2 separate regions of the Macaca mulatta genome follow, and region 2 is linked to region 1. Evidence: chromatin contacts called from public Hi-C data. All regions are on one chromosome and are shown on one strand. The core of a region is the stretch at or near the end of the contact, and the rest is flanking DNA. Distances in the headings are between cores, read along the strand shown.

Region 1 (4,815 bases), core at 2,093-4,592:
GCCCTCTGAGGCCCACATTCCTGGTCCCTCAATCCTGCTGGGACCTCTGGCGCCCACTCCCCTACCTTGGTGCCCAACCCCATCCCTGACCCCATCTTGGATCAGCCTTGCTGATGCCCTCACCCAGCCCCCAGCTTTAAAAGCCAAGCCTGTGCTGAGCACAGCCTCCTCCTTGCCCCGCTTGGTTGAGGGCTCACGAGGCCCCACAGGCCAGTAGAGTGCACCTTCCCTGCCCCAGCAAGGGGGCTTTGCCTCCCATAACTCACACCAGGGTCCCTGGATTCACCCAACTGCAGCTCCCACCCCTACACCTGGCCCTCCAGGAGGTCCTGCTGGGCCTGTCTCCAAAAACAGGGCTGCTCCAGGTCCCCACAGCCTTCCTGCAGCAGTGAGCGGACAGTGAAACAGTGTTTCCCAGTCCAGAAGCCACCATGGCCTCCCTCCTGCCAAGCCCAGAGCAGCACCCCGTGGTAGTGCACTGAGGGCCACTCCTCATCCTCCCTGTGACAAGGGCCACTACCATGTGTACCTCTAGACTGTCACAAGTCAAATCAGTGATGACCAACCTCTTTGCTACTTCACCTCCCCTGTGGCTTCCCTGCCTGGATGCTCCCCCAAATCTTCCCACCTGAGCCCACTGTTCCCATCACGTCCTGATGGTGCGCCAGGCCTTCCTCAACATGTCCCCATGCCCACCAGGGACTCAGGGCTACCTGGAAGAAGGCGTGCGGAGAGATCCGGAAGGTCAGCCCTAGCAGGTCCTCATGGATGCACCGGTCCCCAGCCATGTGCTCCAGGGGCAGGCCCTCCTGGCTGGGAGTCTTTCTGTGGGCGGAGGTGCAGGTCCTTCAGTGTCACAGTCCCTGCAGGGACCCACCCCGCCCCACTCGGGCTCCTCACCGCTGTCCCTCCTCCACGAAGTAGAGGCAGGTCACTCCACTGGCCCTGCCTGGCCCTGCTGTGAAGTGCTGTGCTAGGGAGGCTTTCAGCTCTGCCAGCTCCTCCGGGCTCAGTTTCTGGAATAAGTGGTGAAAAGGTCCCATCAGGCTGTGCCGAGGCCCACCCAGGCCAGGCATCCTCCCCCAGCAGGGCCCCCGTTGAGACCTGGGGGTGGAAGTAGGCAATGGCCATGGCCTGACGGCGGCGGCTGGTGCGCACAGTCAGCTGCTTCCAGTGGCCGGTGTATGTTTCTGGGTCGTATGCCGAGTATGGAGTTGACCTGTGGGGATCACGAGCTGGCCTGAGTGCCCGGGACTGGGGAAGCAGCTCCCCTGCTCTCTCCTCTGGCCACACCTTCCTTCAACTGGCTGAAATGGCAGGCACTCCAGAATTCCCTGGGTGGGATCCCCACCCTCTGCTCCCACACCACACAGGACTTCCCAGGAGCCCCGTCACAGGTCCTCACCGGATGAACTCCTGGAAGGCCTTCACCACCTGCTTGGTGGCTTCGGGGATGTGCACGGTGTCAAACGGGGCCGCCACAGCACACGTCCCGCCCTTGTACTTGCCGAGCCGACAGCCCACGGTGTTATCCTCCCCATCCACCCCGACGCCAACCAGAAACTCACACTTATTACGATACTCAGTCTGCAGGGAGAGACAGCTGCACCTTACCCTGGTTGCCCAGCACTTGTGCCTGGAAACCCTGATTTCCCCACAGGGGCTGGCAGTCAAACAAGAGGAATAGCTGATAGCTATGTGATAAGTTACCAGAGAAAACAAAAAGATCAACAGGAAGGGTGAGCAAAAGCAAAGTTTTCAAATCCCGGGATAGGGGTTTGTGGCCACCGAAGTCTAGCCTGACCTGCTGGGGTGATGGCCTGACCCCCTCCAGTGGGCAGCAGGCCTTGTTGTGCTTGTGCCTCTGCTCGAGCAGCCAGGGCAGCAAGGCACGGTTGGTGCTCCCGATTTCCCTGTAAGAGGAGCAGATCTGTGGTTGGACTCCACCTACTGTCCCCCACCCATGCTAGGCCACTCCCCAATGTCCAGGCTCCCAATCCCTCCTTTCGGACCTCATTGTGCCCCCTGTAACATGGGTGTCCCACTCGCTAGCTCCCAAAGGGGCCGCCAGATCCTGTGCTGGGCCTCCCGACTGGTGCACAGGCAGGCTGAGGAAGCACAGGGCCGGGCAGAGCCCCAGCCAGGAGGGGTGTCTTGCGCCCTCACTCACTTGGCGAGTTTCTGCAGCACCTGCTCGCACTCCAGCTGCTTCCGCTCAAGCTGCTCAGCATAGGGCACTGTCCATAGAGGGGTCACCACGTCGGCCACTCGTGTTGCTGGTGGCTCACTCTCACCCTCCTGTCGCCTCCTCCTGGCCATGGGGTCGGCCTTGGGTCGGGCCAGGCGCACACTGAGTGGGCGGCCTTTCCAGAGGGCACCATGCAAAACTCGCAGGGCCTTGTCCCTCTCTGCAGCGCTGCGGAATGTCACAAAGGCGCAGGGTGGTTGCCCAAAGAGTTTGGTTTTGTGGGGCTGCAGGCCAAAGCGGCCCAGGAAGCGCCGGACGTCGCTGAAGCTGGCGTGGCGAGGCACGTTCTGCAGCTCCAGTTTGAAGATCTCAGAGGTAAACAAGTCATCCCTGATGTAGCTGTAGAGCCCAGGTTGAGGCCCCGGCCCTGTAGCTGCTCCAGCGCCCTCTTTCTCCACCTCCTCCAGGGCTGCCGGGTCTGCAGGGAGCACCGAGGCTGTAGGGCAGCTCGGGGCACTGCTGCTCTCCTGGCCACAGCTCTCCATGGGCTTTGGGCCCTGTGTGGGGACAGATGGGGTGCTACGGTGAGGACTAGACCCTGGGGCCTGGCCCCCCAGGTTCCCCTATGGCACACCCAAACCTCCGTCGGTGCACTCTGCACTCAACCCTGCCCCTCCCCTCCCCCATTCTACCCTCCCGACCCCATTCCCGTCTCCTTTCCTCCCCCATCGCATCCTCCTCGTCCCCACCTATTCTCTGGCAGGTTTCCTGCCCCACCCCGCCTCCTCCCACCCCATCCCCGTCTCTACCCAGCGTCTCCCCGCACTCTACCTCGTTGTCGAGGTTCTCACTCATCGTTCAGGCGGTTCTCCGCCTAGACCAGGGGTGCCACGGGGGCCGCCTGGTCACCTCGTCCTGGGCCTGTCACAAGGGAAGTGCTCAGAGGGGAAGTGCTCAGAGAGCCAGTGCAACGCCGCGAGGTCGCCGCCAGCCCCGGCTTCGACCCAGATGGGGCGGTACTCGAACCTGCGGTGCTCAGGTCCTGGTCTCAGGCTTCGGGCTGCACCGCCCGCCCGCCAGGGGCCCGCGCCGGCCGCACGCTTCGCCAGCCACTCTTAGTCCGCCAGCGCGTGCCGCGGAGGCCGAGCGTCTCTATGATCCTGACTTCCTGCAACATCATAGCCACGCGCCGGCTCCAACCACTTTAGCCAGCTCTTGGGGCGCGCGTGGCCGGGACGGAAGTGCGCGCAGGGGTCGCCGGGAATGCGCGCTCCTCTGGCTGACGGGCGGGCCGGGCATGCGCCACGGGCGTTTTGGCGGGAAGCGCGGGGCGGGCCGGACAATGAGAGTGTCCGCCGCCTGAGCCAATAAAGCTGTACTGGTTTTGAATCGCGGCGCGTTTCCCGCCGCTGGGGTCAGGGGTCGAGGTTCGGGTCGCGGGGCGGAGGGAAGAGCGGGCGGGCGGGAGGCGCCGGCGCCAGACGCGGAGGGAAGGAGCTACGAGTAGCCGCCCAGAGGCCGCGGAGCCAGCGACGACCGACCCAGCCGAGCCGCCGCCGCCGCCGCGCCCCCATGGCGGCCGCCAAGGTGCGGCCTGGCCCAAGCGGGGACAGGGTGGGCGGGCGGGGCCGGTGGGACCGGGGCCGTTATCAGCGGCCACGTGGGCGGCCCGCGCAGCAGCCACCAACCCCCGCCGGCCTGCAGGTTCGGCCGTCTGCTGGGCCTCGGTGGCGCGGGGTCGGGACGCGTGGGGTTTGGGGGCTCGAGGCCTGCGGAGTTGGGGCTTCTGGGGGTGCAGGCTCTGCAGAGGCCTGGGGGCTGCAGGGCGCCCGCGTGACCTTGGGGTGGGTTGGGGGCGGCCGTCGCCACGCGGGGCGGCCCCAGCCTCCGGGAACTGGTGCGGGCGGCGGGTTTCCTCCGGCTCGGCCCACTTGGGGCTTCCCACTAGTACGGTGCATTTATTCCTTCCGTCGCCCACGCAGCACTTCATTCATTCGGTTCTCACGTGTGGAACCGGCTCTGGCCTCTGTGGCAGAAGCTCGCGTTCCAGCGTGGGGCACAGGTCCTGGACGCGCCGACCCGGGCGGCGGCTTTGTTGGCTGAGGTGTATGGTTGAGTGCGGGCCGCTGCAGAGCCGCAGTGCTGTGGGAAACACAGAAGAGCAGCGAAAAGCTTATGTTTTCTTTTCCAGTTTGAGTCTAGTGGTGAAGTCTTAGGTCTCTTATGGACTTCTGGGTGACCAAGGCACGTGTTCTGGAAGACTCGAACCTAAAATATGATTATTGGTGCTCTCTTATCCTCTAAATTGGGTCAGGATTTCATGACTTTCACCGGTACAATTTATCTAGTTACTAACTTAATTTCTTGAACTGTGAAAAAATTGCTGGCAGAGCTATGAATCCAATGTAAATACTACCAGTCCTGTAGCGACTTTTTTCATTCTAGTAAGCAAGAGCACAACTATTTCCTAATTAGTAAAAGCTGAAATAGTTACATTTTGCTTTAAAGTAACATTTCAAAATCTATTTCGACCCATCATTGTGTCCTTTGATCTTCACACAGCAGGTATCGTCTGCATTTTATGGATGAGGAAGAAACTGATGCTCAAAGAGATGAGGCAGTTACTC
Region 2 (5,185 bases), core at 874-3,373, 99 kb before region 1:
TACAAAAAAAGGTAATTGGGCATGGTGGTAGACACCCATAGTCCCAGCTACTTGGGAGGCTGAGGCAGAGATCGCTTGAACCTGGGAGGCGGAGGTTGCAGTGAGCTGAGACTGAACCACTGCACTGCAGCCTAGAAGACAGAGCAAGACTCCATCTCAAAAAAAAAAAAAAAAAAAAAGAAAAACACAGCAAGGGAGACCACAGGGACCAGTAGCCCAGTGTCCTCCCTCTCTCATCCTGTCACCTAGCTCCATAGGGACAGCTATGGGGCCCACAGGGAAAGCCACAGAGAGAAAATGCTTTCAGCTGGGTGTCAAGAAGAACTTTTCAACAGTTGGAGCTGTTGAAACCAAAAGAGTGGCCACAGGAGGTAGTGAGCTTCCTATCTATGTGCAATTAGAGGTTGGATGCCAGTGAGCCTGTTGCAGCCCCAAGCTCCCAGGGCTTAGGTGCCCACTCTAGACCCATCTCATCTGCTGTCACCTGTTTCCTGGCATCATATGTCATCCAGACTGGAGTGTCAGTGGTAACAAAGAACATCAGAGTGTCTTCTCTGGCCCTGTCTAGCTGGGAAAAGTATGGCTGGGGGTGGGGTTGGCCCAAGGCCACAAGCTATGACAGAACAGGATGCAAACCACCATCTGACATGTTACTGCATCCCTCTTTGTGCGCAAAGGGAAACCTTGGTCAACTCTTGTCCAGCTTTGAGGTGCATGGTCTGGTGCTTTGGGGCAGCCCACTCTGCAGCTGCTGCCATGAACCCCAGGGCAGAGTCCATCACCCCCAAGCCTCAGATCCCACTTGTCCACCATCACCACCTCTTGGCCCTACAGATTGCATAGATTTGGCTGCTTAGAGGGAAATCACTGGTACCAGCCCTACACGATCCCACTGCTGGATGGTGGGAGAGACAACTATGTCTGGCTAGGTCTGCGGCCCACTGGCCATGAGTCCCTGGACATCTGGAGTCCTTGGTTTACTTGTTATAAAAGGTTCTGTTGGATTCCAGGAGAAACACAGATAAGACAGCAAAAGTGTGGAGCACAACGGGCCTGCATGTAGGTCCAGGTTAGACTCTTGCCTTTGCTGATTACCAGCCAGGTTCTTCCCATCCCTGAGCCCCAGTTTTCTGCAGGGCATCAGGGCACCTAGGTCTTCAACGCAGGTTGAAGCCTCTCGTGCTTGCCACCTTTTTTGACTTCAACTGAATGACATAACTCCTCCAAGTCTCAGTGTTTACATGTTTACATCTATAAAGTGGGGTGAAAGAACTGCTGACCCAGACATTGGGTTTAAAGTGCTTTACACATTATCATTATCCCTAATGTCCTTGTCATCCATGTCATAGTTTTTTGAGTGCTCACTCTTTGAGGCAGGGCATGGGCCTCTGGGCTTTGACTCTCCACCTTTCTGCCACATAGGCCCAGGCACAGCCCAGAGGCCACTGGAGCAGGGGTCCCAGCTCATGCCTCTGTCCTGTTGGGAGGGCCCCAGTCAGTGTCCACCTGCTCGCCTTGCACAAGTCAAGCTGGGCCAGCCCCTCGTCACTGGGGCCTGGACCTGGATGTGAGCTCAGAGGCTACAGTGTAGGGGTGAAAGTAGGGGAGGGGATGGGTGTGCAAGGTATAGTACTCAAATGCCTAGTCCAGGGTCTGGGGTCCATACTGGGAATGGCAGGGACATCAAGGAGGAAAGAGCCGACCTGGAGGCCATAAAGTGAAGGAAAGGATGGCCAGGAGGAGGATGGCCAGGTCTAGAGGCGGGGTTGAGTGGACAGGATGGGAAGACCAAGTCGCAGTCTGAGGGGGCCGTTCTGGAAGTGAGCATTCCTGTAGCTCTTTCGAGAGAGGCTGCAGGGTAGGCAGGTGACAGATGGTGTCCATGAGGGCATGAGCTGAGGAGCGGCTGCAACCTTCCAGGGCGTCCCCGCAGGCAGGGAGTCGCGGAGTACCCGAAGGCCGCGGGATCGGGAAGCGCTCAGACGCCTGCGCAGCCCCAAGCCATGGCGCAGCCTCGGGGGCGGGGCGCCAGGAGACTGCAGCCTCCGAGCGACAGCGCGCGCAGCCAACGGGACTCCGGCATGCGGCGCGCCGCCCCGCCCCTCGCTGCGCGGCCCAATGGTGAAGGCGCCGGCTTCGGGCCGGGCGGGGACTGGGCTGGCTGCGGTGGCGCGCGGGCGCGGCACCCGGAAGTCGGCGGCGGCGGCGGAGGCGGTGAGTGCGCGGCTCCGGGGCTGGCCGACTCCTCTGGTTGCCTGGCCGGCCTGGGCTCGGGGGCACCGGGCTCTGGGTGCGCGGACCGGGCTAGGCTGCTTGAAGGTGGGTGGGCTGGCCGCACCGCCTTGCCCTGCCTCAGTTTCCCCTTTCTGAGGTATGGTATAGAATCAGGCGGCTGGGTCAGGGGCTACCACGTCGATCCGGCCGACGAAAATGCCCCGCGCCTTACTGGAAGGCGTTTTTGATACTACCCGCTGACACGGGATGCGAGGGACACTGGCAGGTGGGAACCAGACTCGCTGCGGGGAGGCTGAGACTGACAGGGCCGGGAGCTGCGTGGTCCCTGCAGGGTGGGTGGGCTGCGCGGCCTTGGCAGCATCAGGGACAGCTCTGGAGCCCAGTCACTCTGTCCCCTACCTGCGGCCTGCTGCGGGCCAGCAGGGTGACAGCTAATGTGGGTGTGAGTAGTTAGTAAGTGCTGGGTCATCCCTGCGCCTGAATGCGGCCTTCCTGGGGAGGTTTGGGTAGTTACATCCCCCACCCCCACCTCCAGGGCATCAGAGGTAGGGGCTGGCAGGGCTGCACTCAGGGCAGTCCTTGCCCCACCGCAGCCTGGGCTTTGCCCGTTTTCCTCTAGGGAAGTGGGCACAGAGAGGGCTGTTTGCTGAGACCCCCCACCTTCCCTGCCCCCAGCACCTCTTCTGTGCTCCCTTGGCTTCCTGCTGGGCCACAAGCTTTAGAGTGAACCTTCTGCCCTTGGACAAGTCCCTGGGCCTCAGGCCCCCTTCCTCTTCAGGAATGTCACATGCCCTGTCCTGGCCAGGGCTGTCTGCACTGGCCAGGCCTATTGTGTGGCTCCAGACCTACTAACCACTGTTTTGCTGCCACTCTGGGGGCAGAGCCCTCTTCCATGAGGCAGATGTGACAGCAGCTGTAAGGGGTAGCTGAGTAGCTCTTTGGAAGGCTTTCTCACGCTAGCTCATTTGCCTTTGGGCAGCCTTTTGGGGCAAGCATTCTTTGATCCAGTCCTGCTCCCACAAGGAAAACTCAGGCTAAGGGGACAGATGGTGTTCCCAAGGTCATTCAGATCCAGGGCCCGCTCCCAGTGCCTCTACTACTCCTGGGCCACTCTCCTAGGAGTTTTCCTGCATCTGTGTCCTGTTGGGTGGGTTGGGGGCAGCTGGAGAGGGTGACCATGTTGTTAGATGGACACAGCAGAGCCTCTGTTCCCGCAGGATCCTACTGCTCTGGTGGTCCAGGGTGGGGTGCCCTGGTGCCCCCACCCTCTTGGGCCCCTACACAGCTTTGTGTTACTTGCATGTCCCCAGACTGCAGGCCCCTCAGACCAAGCGCCTGCCTGCTGTGATGTGTGGTGGCCATAGCCCTTCCCTGAGCTGAGATGACCAGCTGTCAGCTCTGCCTGGGCTGCCAGCCCTTTGTGCTTCCTTGGTCTTCACTTGTGGGCTGTCATTCTGATTACGTTTTGCAGTGTGTGTAATCACACGTAGTGTCTTGGGAACTTGATCCTGTGCCTGGCTTCTGCACCAGATGGTGAACTTGGAGGGCACCCTGGTGCCCACCTAAGCGTGCTGCTTCTGAAAACACCCACAGATATATGAGGGACTTCTCAGGGACCCCAGAAGGGGTCTGGAGAGAAACAGCCCAGGACAGGGAGGCTGGGAAGACTTCTCGAAGTAGGGCCATGCTTGTCATTGACACTCCAGATGCATGAGAAGCAGGGCCCATCCTTTGGTGATATGTCAGTCAGCACATGGCAGCAGCATGGCAGAGCCTGGCCTTTGTTGGCCCCTACCATAGGGTTTGGGCTATCTTGAAAACAAGCCTATCCCTACCATAAGGATGGGCTCTGTGAAAACAAGGTCACCCGAGAAGGACTGAGCTGCCTTTTGAGGTTATCACTGCAGCTTTTTCCCCTTTTTCTCTCAACTTCCTTTTTAGATTGCAAAAATAGTTTATGCATGCTTAAAAATAAAAAAGGCCGGCCTCCTTCTCCCAGCGGCTGCTCCCCTGGTGCGCTTGCTGACATTTGAGGGTGCATCCATCAAGATCTTCAGTGCCACGCTAACTTGAAGTGCTTGCCTTCACCCTCTTTGCAGGCGTGGTAGGAGTGCCCCCTTTTTGTTTTCACTAACCACTCAGGCCGCAGGGGCCGCTGCGAGGCTGACCTGTTCCTGGCTTGTGAGGAAGCTGAGTGTTCCTCCCAGGAGGGCCTGAGGATGGGGCCACCCTGTGTCCAGAGCCTTCTGTCTGCTCACGATGCCTCTTGTTTGTGTTGCTCCTTGGAACTGGGAAGAGACAGTGATCCTCTGGTGTGAGGCTGAAGTAATGCCCCGGAAGCATTGTGAAGATCTGAGGAGAGAGTACCACTGTAGAAAATGTGTTGTGATAGGCTGGGCTTGGTGGCTCACGCCTGTAATCCCAGTACTTCGGGAGGCCGAGGTGGGCAGACTACGAGGCCAGGAGATCAAGACCATCCTGGCTAACACGGTGAAACCCCGTCTCTACTAAAAATACAAAAAAATTAGCCGGGCATGGTGGCTGGTGCCTATAGTCCCAGCTACTCGGGAGGCTGAGGCAGGAGAATGGCGCAAACCCAGGAGGTGGAGCTTGCAGTGAGCTGAGATCGTGCCACTGCACTCCAGCCTGGGCAACAGAGCAAGACTCCATCTCAAAAAAAAAGAAGAAAAGAAAATGTGTCATGATAAAATGCCATTTAGGCCCGGTGCAGTGGCTCACGCTTGTAATCCCAGCACTTTGGGAGGCCAAGGCGGGTGGATCACCTGAGGTCAGGAGTTTGAGACCAGCCTGGACAACATGGTGAAACCCTGTCTCTACTAAAAAAAAATACAAAAGTTTGCTGGGCGTGGTGGCGTGCACCTGTAATCCCAATGACTCAGCAGGCTGAGGCAGGAGAATCGCTTGAACCCAGGAGGTGGAGGTTGCAGTG

Evidence for each region. Hi-C and Micro-C count contacts between places; a contact is called where the count stands out from the background.
Region 2: a contact with region 1 is called in a Hi-C map of liver, with 2.3 times the contacts expected there. The contact joins the promoter of TANGO2 here to the promoter of TRMT2A in region 1. A contact is called at or near these places in 3 of 14 Hi-C or Micro-C datasets (CD4 T cells, fetal cortex germinal zone and liver).

Annotation. Positions count from the first base shown.
Region 1 is chr10:32,565,227-32,570,041 of T2T-MMU8v2.0, reverse strand. It overlaps TRMT2A (tRNA methyltransferase 2 homolog A), which reads right to left and starts at 3,342. Exons shown (of 13, transcript XM_077950841.1): 1 at 3,215-3,342; 2 at 3,020-3,109; 3 at 2,171-2,745; 4 at 1,805-1,913; 5 at 1,406-1,587; 6 at 1,105-1,219; 7 at 901-1,016; 8 at 714-825. The coding sequence starts at 3,043. It overlaps RANBP1 (RAN binding protein 1), which reads left to right and starts at 3,627. Exons shown (of 6, transcript NM_001260864.2): 1 at 3,627-3,775. The coding sequence starts at 3,761.
Region 2 is chr10:32,662,627-32,667,811 of T2T-MMU8v2.0, reverse strand. It overlaps TANGO2 (transport and golgi organization 2 homolog), which reads left to right and starts at 2,123. Exons shown (of 9, transcript XM_015149734.3): 1 at 2,123-2,214.